2 separate regions of the Pan troglodytes genome follow, and region 2 is linked to region 1. Evidence: chromatin contacts called from public Hi-C data. All regions are on one chromosome and are shown on one strand. Each heading gives the region's core, a stretch centred on a gene start, on an enhancer-like site or on the middle of the called end of the contact. The rest is flanking DNA. Distances are from core to core; before and after follow the strand shown.

Region 1 (4,937 bases), core at 1,671-4,170:
TTCTGTTTCAAGAGACTTGTTGCTAATCTTAGGCATGTTTTGAAAAGACCAAAGGCATTGCTACAGACTTGAACGTTATGCTTCCATCTAGTAAAATGCACCAAACACAAAATACTGCGACAAAATACTTCAAAGGGTTTGAAATCCCAAAATGCAAGAAAAATTCTTTATATGCAAATCAGTTACTTCTACTTCATAAATAAAAGCTAAGATGTAACTACTGATAATCGCAGAATTACATAAACAGTAATACCAAAAATTCACCACACACTCCTAAGGCAATAATTAACAGAAAAAGGCAATTTATTAACAGGATAAAAAAATACTGTTAAAACTAAAATTTCTTCTCACCAAATTCACCATTGGTTTCAGTGTTAGGGAAGGTTTCTTCTGGCTGTTCAGTTTCCATATTCTTTTATTAAACGGGCACACCAATCTGTGGAAAAATAAAGCAGCTAGTACATTTGGCTTATTGGAAAGCAAGCTGTTTAAAAAAAAAAAAAAAAAGACATTGCTTCTAGAACGTACCAGTTATTATATATCCTTGCAGAGCAGAACTGAAGCGTTCTGGGTCGGACCAACAACTGACACCCCAGTGCTGCAGTAGCCTATAAGAACCAACACAAATCAGTTTTGCTTTTGTTTATTCTTATTACTGAATATTTGTTTCCGATCACAGTGAACACTGATTTGAACCCAAAAAACCAGCTGTTTCTAAAACTTGATTCTTCATTTTAGGGTTTCACAATTCAAATGACTGCCTAAAAAATACAAAATTCAAGGGAGCCCGGTTTCATTTTTTGCTAAGTTAGAACAATAACTTTTAGCCACTGGATTAAGTCCCACCACAGCAATGAATTGTTTTAATAAGGCACATTCCCAAAAGCCTGAAAAGATAAATGTCATCCACAAAGCATACATTTATGAAAAGTTACAATGCATCTTATTCACTGGAAAAACTAATTTTATATTATAACTTCCAATTGCTTTCCTATTTCTTTCGACTCATGCTTGAAGCGATCCTATGTGACATCTCTAAAGTTTACAAATACAACGGCAATTGCGAACACATCCAACAACCACAACAATCTACCGGAGGGATAAATCCAAAAATCTAATATAGGACCAGACCCAAACTACCATAATACCAGTCTATTATTAATCAGCGAAACAAATGGAGCCCTTGAAAACTAACAGTCACTAGCGGATTATTTTAAATTAGGCTTAAGGGAGTACAACACAACAATCATGCTTGTAACACGAAAACTAAAGTGTCTACGTGCCAAAACGGTCGATAGGACTACAAACAGCCTTTTTAAGCTTCCCTCTTGTCGGGACTAGGAGTTGACAAGCGGCCTCTACTAGAAGGTTGGCTAGACAGCAAAGAGCCAACAAGCGAGGCACATTTATGCCTCCCATTCTCCCATACCGTCGGTCGACTTATTGCTCTCCTAACGACAACTGAAACGACATCCTTCCGGCCCAGCACGCAATTTCTGAGGTGTGGTGGGAGAAGATGTGGATAAGAAAGTTTAAGCAAAAACAGCAGGGCTTATCTGTAAGAATAACGTTGCCGCCTGCCGTTCACCCTTCGGGTCCTGCAGTCACTAGTCCCCAGGCCTCAAAAATCCGCTAAGTATGTGCTCGACTGGCCGAGCGCCAACGCGCCCTCCCCTCCCCGCCTCCCGGTACCGAGATCAGAAACAGCCGGGTAACAGGACGGGAAAAAGCGAAAGTCGACAGCAGAAGCACCGCACCTCTCCTCACCCGGATCCGACAGGAAATGGCGGCCCGCGTAATGGCGACTACGTGCTACTAGGCGGAGCCGAGCGCCGACCCCCTCCCCCACCCACCACGCGGTCCCGAGGTCTCATCCCCCGCATCCTCCCCCCACTGCCCGAGACAAAGCCATCGAGGCAGCCCTGACCTTTCCATCCCCGCCGCTCCAGCTCCGACCCCGGGCCGGGAGACCCAAGGTGAGGCGGGGCTCACACAAAGAGAGCGGCGGCGCAACCTTCTCCCCGCACCGGCCTCCTTTCCTCCACGAGGTTCCTAGTTCCCAGTGCCACATAGCTCCAGCTCATCCTAGAGGCACATGCCTCACGAATCCCCAAGTCTCTAGGACCACAACGCGGACTGCGGATACACGCTCAGGGAAATGGCGGAGGTGGGGGAGGGGACAGACACCGGGCAACGTTCCCACTCGGAGAAGCGGCCAAACACCAAAGCGGCTCCCAGGACGCCTCCCTCAAGCGGAAAAACTGGGCTCCGACCCTCACCTCCGCGAGCCGCTCCCCCAACCCGGCTCCTCACCGCGCGAGACTGCCGTCCCTCCGCTGCCGCGCCGCCTCAGCCGGTCGGAGCTAGACAGAAAACGAGCGCAGGCTCCCCTCCCCCGCCTTCTCGCGTCCTCCCCGCCGTCGCGCCCTATTGGCTGCCAGGGCTTCAGCGATGGTGCGAGGGCGAAGCGATTGGCCCGAGGCCACGTCAATCAAGGCGACGGAGGAGGCGGCAACCCCGCCTCCCGCCAGCGCCTCCCTTCGGGCTGGGAGGCCACTAAGGGCTCGAGAAAACCCGGGCTTGGGAAAAGTCAACGCAGCCTTTCAGGGAGCCCCAACCCTTACCCGAATCAGCAATACCCAAGCTCCAATAACTCCAATTACCTATAGGCCGCGAACAAGTGGGACACAGGCAAGACGTCGAGGTCGGTGCAGCAGAGAAACAGAGGATAATGGCGTCTGCAGTGCTGTCGCCTGGAGCGCCCTCCTCCTTTCTCGTTCGCGCACTCACTAGCTGGGGGGAGGGGCGGCTAGGGGGCGAACCTCTCGCGAGATCTAACAACTGCCTAGTTCACGCGCACAGGGAGGGGGCGGGGAAGGGGCGTTTTCCAGCCCCGAAGGAGTCTTTTGGGGTTGGAGGAGGGGCGCGAGCGCGCGGCAAATCAGGCGGGAAGAGGCAAAAAGGGATCTGGGAGCGCGCCGCGGCGGTTCCTGTCCTTACAGTTGCGCTGCCCAGGGACCGATGTTGCGCGAGGAAAATGCGGGACGCCCAGGTCGGTGCTCGGCCCAGACTTATGCCCTTGTTTTCACAGCCCACACTCGTGCCCGAAGCCCCTTACCCCGCCCCGGGCTGTGGTCTGTGGGCTGCGGGACGAGCTGCGGCGCGGTAAGTGTGGGCCGTCTGCGTCCGCTGGGCCGGGCCCACGCTTCGGAAATCCGCTGTTTGTAATGGTCCGGGGCGCCCGTCAGTCAAGGCCGGGCCCGGGGGCGCAGCTGGCGGTTCTCGGCCTGCCTTGCGCCGGAGCGGGAGCCGGGGAAACGCGGGGCGAGCCTGGGAGTACTGGAGAACTTCTCGCCGAGAGGGCACAGGCGGTTTCACAGGGCTCTCGGTTCTGAGACTTTCCTCTTGGGTAATGGGACCTGAGATGGAAGTATTTTGTAGTGTCGTCGCTATAGTTTATTCCGATAAAATTTTTAGGCAATATATATTGCCCTTGTCTCCTAAAATGAATGCGTATCGCTGAATACGTTGCAGACCTCCACGTTCCATTCAAAGCGCCTGCCTTGTGGCAGTGATGAAAACAGACAAAAACCCTTGCCCTCAAACGTGCTCCTGTTCTAGCGGGTTCAGCGCACACTTGCATTGTATTCGGTTCCTTACTTCTAAGGCTCCTGTGCCAAGTTTTCATGACTTCCTTTGTTAAGGCACATAAGGTCACTTTCAATCGGTGACAGCCCTGGGAAATCTCCAGCCCTGGTAGTACCCGCTTTCCACATCCTTACTCGTCAACCTTCCAGCCTCCGCCCACAATCCCAAACTCATTTTGAAGCATAAAGATGTCATAATCTGCACATAAAGCGAAATCCACCATTGGCCGAATACATGCATATATTTTAGTGTTGATGAATTTGTGCTGATTCATTCCTGTTATAATGTTTCCTTCTTGGGTAATTTGCAAAACATATATACCAGCATTCTTTTAAATGGCCATGATTGCATCCACCCAGCATCTTTTACTTGACTGATTAGAGGAAAACTCTTGTTAGGGCGCACTGAGGATTTCATGACAAACACCAGTATTTACATTCTGGGAGGATACGTTAATACATGCTGTTAGAACATAATGTCCGGGATTGTGGAGTTTATAAAAGTTCTCTTTAAGTGATGATATAATTTTTTAAATGGTCCCCACCATGAAGAGTGTATAGTCTTGTTGGGTAGGTAAAACTTAACTCGCATTTCAGTTCTAAAACACAAAGTTCAGAATTTTATTAAATATTCAAAACTGATGAGTTTATGTAGGGGCTTAGGATACTTGGATTATAGAGATTTAATCCGCCAGTTAGTATTTGCAACATTTAATTGAGTTTGTCATTTAAAACCTGAGACATGTCACTGACACTAATATGCACAAATAGCGGTACGGTAATGATGATGCTCTGCTTTCTTTCAAGTTAGTATTTATGTTGCAGTCATCATTTTCTTGATAAGGAATGATGAGTGGGAATCACAAGTAAGCAGCCCTATATAAGAACCTCTTCCGGCCGGGCACGGTGGCTCACGCCTGTAATCCCAGCACTTTGGGAGGCCGAGGCGGGCGGACCACAAGGTCAGGAGATCGAGACCATCCTGGCTAACATTGTGAAACCCCGTCTCTACTAAAAAGACACACACACAAAAAATTAGCCGGGTGTGGTTGCAGGAGCCTGTAGTCCCAGCTACTCAGGAGGCCGAGGCAGGAGAATGGCGTGAACCCGGAAGGCTGAGCTTGCAGTGAGCCGAGATCGCGCCACTGCACTCCAGCCTGGGCGACAGAGCGAGACCCTGTCTCAAAAAAAAAAAAAAAAAAAAAAAAAAAAAAAAAAAAAAAAAAGAGCCTCTTCCTCCCAGTTTCATTGTCCAGACTGGACCCCGACTGGTGTAAATTATTCATCCCC
Region 2 (4,937 bases), core at 1,389-3,888, 190 kb after region 1:
ACGTATCTAGATATCAATGAAACATGGGCAAAAATTGAAGGCATAAAGGGGATTTGGCAAAGATGAAAGTCTGATGACCCATTGAATTAAAAGTAAGAAGATTCATAAATGTCTTTCCAAGTTCTATAGGAACTTATTTTTATAATAGTCATGAAAAAAAAATAAAGGACTACGAAGTGACTTCTCACTGGCAGGGACTTGTTAGGAACGGGATGGGATCAGTTCCTTCCCAGCCAATCTCCTTATTTCTCCATCTTTGGGGGCTCTGTTGGCAGCACACGCCCTTCTCCTGAGCCTGGCAACAAAACCTCCAGGGATGTCACTAAGCAGGGCCTTTTTTAGAAGTTAAGTGAAGCCTGGACCACTTCTAATTTTCTGAGACTTTAAAAATGGAGAAAGCCAACACAAGGTTACCAAAATAGCAGTATATATAATATATATTGTTTGCATTTAAATATTTAGTGCCTTTAACACAAAAATTCAAGGTAATTTTGAATTCATCAAATAGTAAGATTTCTTTACAATAATAATTCATGATAGAAGATATAGTCCAGAAATGGAACAGAGCTTTAAAATTGTATGATGGGCCTAAAGTTCCAGCCCTGTTGGTGTATCTATCTCTAAATGTACATTAACATCATTTGGAGATGATGTCAAAGATCTAAATTTGAGATTCTTCCTGAGAGTGAAGTCTGAGCCAGACAGCTCTCCTAGTCTACACTAGAATAAACTCTGTTGTTAAATATAGTCATATGTCACTTCATGATGGGGATATGTGGTGCATAGTCAGGCGATTGTGTTGTTTAGGAGCATCGTAGAAAGAACTTACACAAACCTAGCTGGTAGAGCCTACTACACACCTAGGCTGTATGGTACAGCCTATTGCACCTAGGCTGCAAACCTGTACAGCATGTTACATACTGATTACTACAGGCACCTGTAACTCAATGGTTAAGTATTTGTATGTCTAAACACAGAAAAGATACAGTAAAAGTATGGTATAAAAGATAAAAAATGGTACACCTGTATAAGGCACTTATCATGCATGGAGCTTGCAGGACTGGAGGTTGCCCTGGGTGAGTCAGTGAGTGAGTGGTGAGTGAATGTGAAGGCCTAGGACATGACTGTGCATTACTATAGACTTTATAAACACTGGACATTTAGGTTACACTAAACTTATAAAAAATGATTTTCTTCAATAATATGTTAACTTTAGTTTGCTGTAACTTTTTTACTTTATAAACTTTAACATTTTTGGACTCTTTTGTAAGAACACTTAGTGTAAAACACAAATACATTGTACAGCTGTCCAAAAATGCTTTCTTTCTTTATATGCTTATTCTATAAGCTTTTTTCTATTAATATTGTTTCACTTTTTAAACTTCTTCATTAAGAATGAAGACACAAACACACACATTAGCCTAAGCCTACACAGGGTGAGGATCATCAATATCACTGTCTTCCACCTCCACATCTTGTCCCACTAGAAAACCTTCAGGGGCAAGAACATGCATGGAGCTGTCATTTCCTGTGATAACAATGCCTTCTTCCAGAATACCTCCTGAAGAAACTGCCTGAGACTGTTTTACAGTTAACATTTTTTTGTTTGTTTTTAAATATGACAGCTATGATGGCACTGGGCGATAGGAATGTTTCAGCTTCATTGTAATCTTATGGGACCACCCTTGTATATGCAGTTCATCCTTGCCTGAAACATCATGATGTGGCACGTGACTGTATTTCTACTCTTGTAGTTCTTTAAACTTGCAGGGAACTTTGCCGGCAATTTCTTGTTAACCATTAACCTATCATAAATGTTGAAGATAAAATATAATGTATTAATATGATTCAATTGAGATAAATTTCAAAAACAGGCAAAACTAGTAAATTGTGCTGGAAATCATCCTACTGATTAGCTTAGGGTGCTGGTATGGTTCTATTTCTTTATTCTGAGGGCTGGTTACATGATTTGCTTACAATTTGTGACCTTTTTTTTTTTTTTAATGTTACGTTTCAATACAAGTCTTACTTTAAGAATTTCGCTGAGTCTTTATGGTTCGTAGAAGTGCAGCCACTGCTACCTCAGCAATGCGTTAAATCAGAGGAGCCAGGTTGGATCAAGTGGTTTTTCTATCTCCAAGAATAGCCCTCATTGGCTGGGACACAGAATGCTCATTGGTGGACCCCTGCTAGTGTGTCCGGATGGCCTGGCACCACTGAAGAGGTAGGCCCATTAGGTTCTTGCTGGTGAATGTGGATGAGCACATGCAGTTTGTCACAAGCCCAAATATGCAAAGTCTCTGACAGAAAATCCCTGGTACGTGACTCCAGCCTGGGCAATGGCGGCGTCTCAGTGTCTCTGCAGTTACTCATTCACTGAGGGGGTGTGTGTGCATATTTGTGTGTGTGTGTGTGTGTGTGTTCTTCTCACCCTCCCCAACATTGTTGTCCCTGGAGCTTCTGTGAGTGACAGGACAGAATGAAACAGGGCCTTGTTGAGAGGTGGAAAGCCTGCCAGCTGGCCCTATGGTCTGCTTGGCCCCCAGGAGGTCGTTCCTGACACCTGGTCCCATATGGCAGTGCATGCTTCAGGACATGAGCCAAGCAGTCCCTCCGAGTAACAGAAACACATTCCTAACTCTGTGGTCAGACCAACAGGAGGCAGGGAGGCGGGGTGGAGAGCCTGGGCCCGGAAGTTCAGTGCGTGCTGTCAGTACTGCTCTCTTTATCCCTCAGAGCCCTTCCTTCCTTGTGAACAGAAGTCCAGGCATCTCAAAGGTCTCTTCCAGTGTCTGTGATCTTACAATAATGAAAACAAACTTCTTGTTGAGTTTTAGAAGTTCACCAAATTCTTTCCTCAAATCCACTCAGCCCCACTTCTGGCCTCCCTATCGTACATCTGTTTATCTGTCATGATCTAGATCAAATCCGGCTCCCCAGATGAAGTCTCCCTGAGAGAATGTCAATGATCTGCCGTACTTGTCGTCTAATTTATATTTTGTTACTTTTATCTATGTCTTAAAAATCCACTTGAGATTGCAAACTCCTTGATGAAAATGGCAGCAGCAGCAGCATCTTTGCAACCTCTGTAGAAAGGATCCCCAAATGTGGGTTGACTGACCTGCAATGATAGCCTGCATCCAAATAACACAGGGTATTTAACAGTTCGGATTTCCACGTGCAACCCCTGGAGATTCTGATTAGAGATCTAGGATGGGATCGAGGGATCTATCTTTAAATAGCATCTGCGGGGTTTCCCACACAAAGCCTGCTCAGAGAGCTCCTCCACCACCTCCTTTATATGGTGATTTGATTAAGTGCCCAATATATATAGGCCGAATGAGTAGAGGAATTTAATTTATCACATCTTTTTTTAGTCATCCTAAAATTTTCCAGAGTTCACAAAGATGTAGCACATAAATCAAGATTGTGACATTTAATGAAAACAATGTCATTGAGTTGTTCCAACAGCATTTTCTAATATTTAGAAATGTTTTGTGCCATGAAGGTAAGATATAAGATTTTATTTCTTGAATTAGTTTTTGGTGTTTGAGTTGAAATGGGCAAACTTTCTTGTGAAGACTTTTGCAGCACTTAATTCTCCTCTCTACCAAGTTCTTTGATGTCTTCCTCCTGTCCCACCTGCCTTCCACTTATAATTTCTGCCAATTTAAGAGAAGTATAAGCTCTTTCCCCTTTTTCTCTTCTTCCGTCAGAATCTGCTATATCTCTTACTCTCTATTTATTCCTCTATCCATTCATTTAATAAATGTTGACTGAGGACTGCTGTGTACCAGGCACAACATTAAATTCTGGGAATGCGACAGTGAACAGAACAGCCTTGGCTTCTGCCCCTGTGGGATTTACGCTCTCAGTGGGGAAGGCAAATGTGATATAAATAATTACAAATATTAGCTAGAGCCTTTCGGCTTTATCTCATTTGTTAAGCTAATGACATCTAAACTGTTGGCTGCTAATGACTTAACATCTTATTCTTCCCAGATAACATTTCCCGCAAAAAGACTTTAGCACCTTACTTTGAGAAGAAAGGATGAAGTGGAGGGGGAGGAGTTTCAAAAGGAGATCTATTTGTGGAGGGGATGTTTTCTGACATTAAAAAATTATAATATGTAGCTAGATGCCTACTCCACCTGACCAAATTGTCCTCTTATGCTAAAAAACATTGGTTTCAGGTCATTTGTATAGGATTGTCCAACATGCAGCATATATCCTAATGGTGGGATGCAAGATGTATTAGGTAGTTGAAGCAGATATGGTTAGTGCCCTAAGCAAACTACCTAGGCACTTGCAGTTCCTCGCTGTGCTGATGGCTTCTGTTTTTTGTTTGTTTGTTTTTTGAGACGGAGTCTCGCTCTGTCACCAGGCTGGAGTGCAGTGGCGCAATCTCGGCTCACTGCAATCTCCGCCTCCCGGGTTCAAGCGATCCTCCTACCTCAGCCTCTCGAGTAGCTGGGACTACAGGCGCCCGCCACCATGCCGAGCTAATTTTTTGTATTTTTAGTAGAGACGGGGTTTCACCATGTTGGTCAGGAAGGTCTTGATCTCTTGACCTCGTGATCCGCCCGCCTCGGCCTCCCAAAGTGCTGGGATTACAGGCGTGAGCCACCGCGCCCGGCCCGGCCTGTGCTGACGGCTTCTTAACTGCAAATGTCTGTAACTCAGATTGCAGGAGCTGGCTTGCCCACCTTCACAGCGGGCCTGCAGTGGTAGGAGTTAATGGTCACATCCACGGGAGTAGCTTTTAAAGAATGACGAAGGGAAGTTGGTGGGTAAAACTCTGAGGCTCATTCTCCAGCTTTCTTAGGGGGTCCGCAGGGATGCAACCCCAAAGACCGTAATGCTCCCTGGATTGACTTTCCTCTCTTCACACTTATTTCCCCGGCCCCCTAGTGGTGCTTCTTGGGAACACCTCTCAA

The links. Hi-C and Micro-C count contacts between places; a contact is called where the count stands out from the background.
Region 2: a Hi-C map of stem cell-derived neural progenitor cells shows a contact between it and region 1, with 2.0 times the contacts expected there. The contact joins the enhancer-like site here to the promoter of RMI1 in region 1. A contact is called at or near these places in 1 of 7 Hi-C or Micro-C datasets (stem cell-derived neural progenitor cells) and 1 of 1 datasets of contacts at active chromatin or transcription factors (stem cell-derived excitatory neurons).

What each region holds. Positions count from the first base shown.
Region 1 is chr11:74,440,762-74,445,698 of NHGRI_mPanTro3-v2.0_pri, forward strand. It overlaps RMI1 (RecQ mediated genome instability 1), which reads left to right and starts at 2,921. Exons shown (of 3, transcript XM_528338.8): 1 at 2,921-3,052. HNRNPK (heterogeneous nuclear ribonucleoprotein K) reads right to left here and starts at 2,901. Exons shown (of 16, transcript XM_063787819.1): 1 at 2,664-2,901; 2 at 529-608; 3 at 352-436. The coding sequence starts at 409.
Region 2 is chr11:74,630,438-74,635,374 of NHGRI_mPanTro3-v2.0_pri, forward strand. No RefSeq gene overlaps it. Among named protein-coding and RNA genes, the nearest start is that of SLC28A3, 170 kb to the right of the region's middle. Within about 2 kb of position 2,639, at least 2 of the 24 cell types and tissues checked have an H3K27ac peak or open chromatin away from gene starts, as enhancers often do. A contact at or near this core is called in stem cell-derived neural progenitor cells, where this site is marked.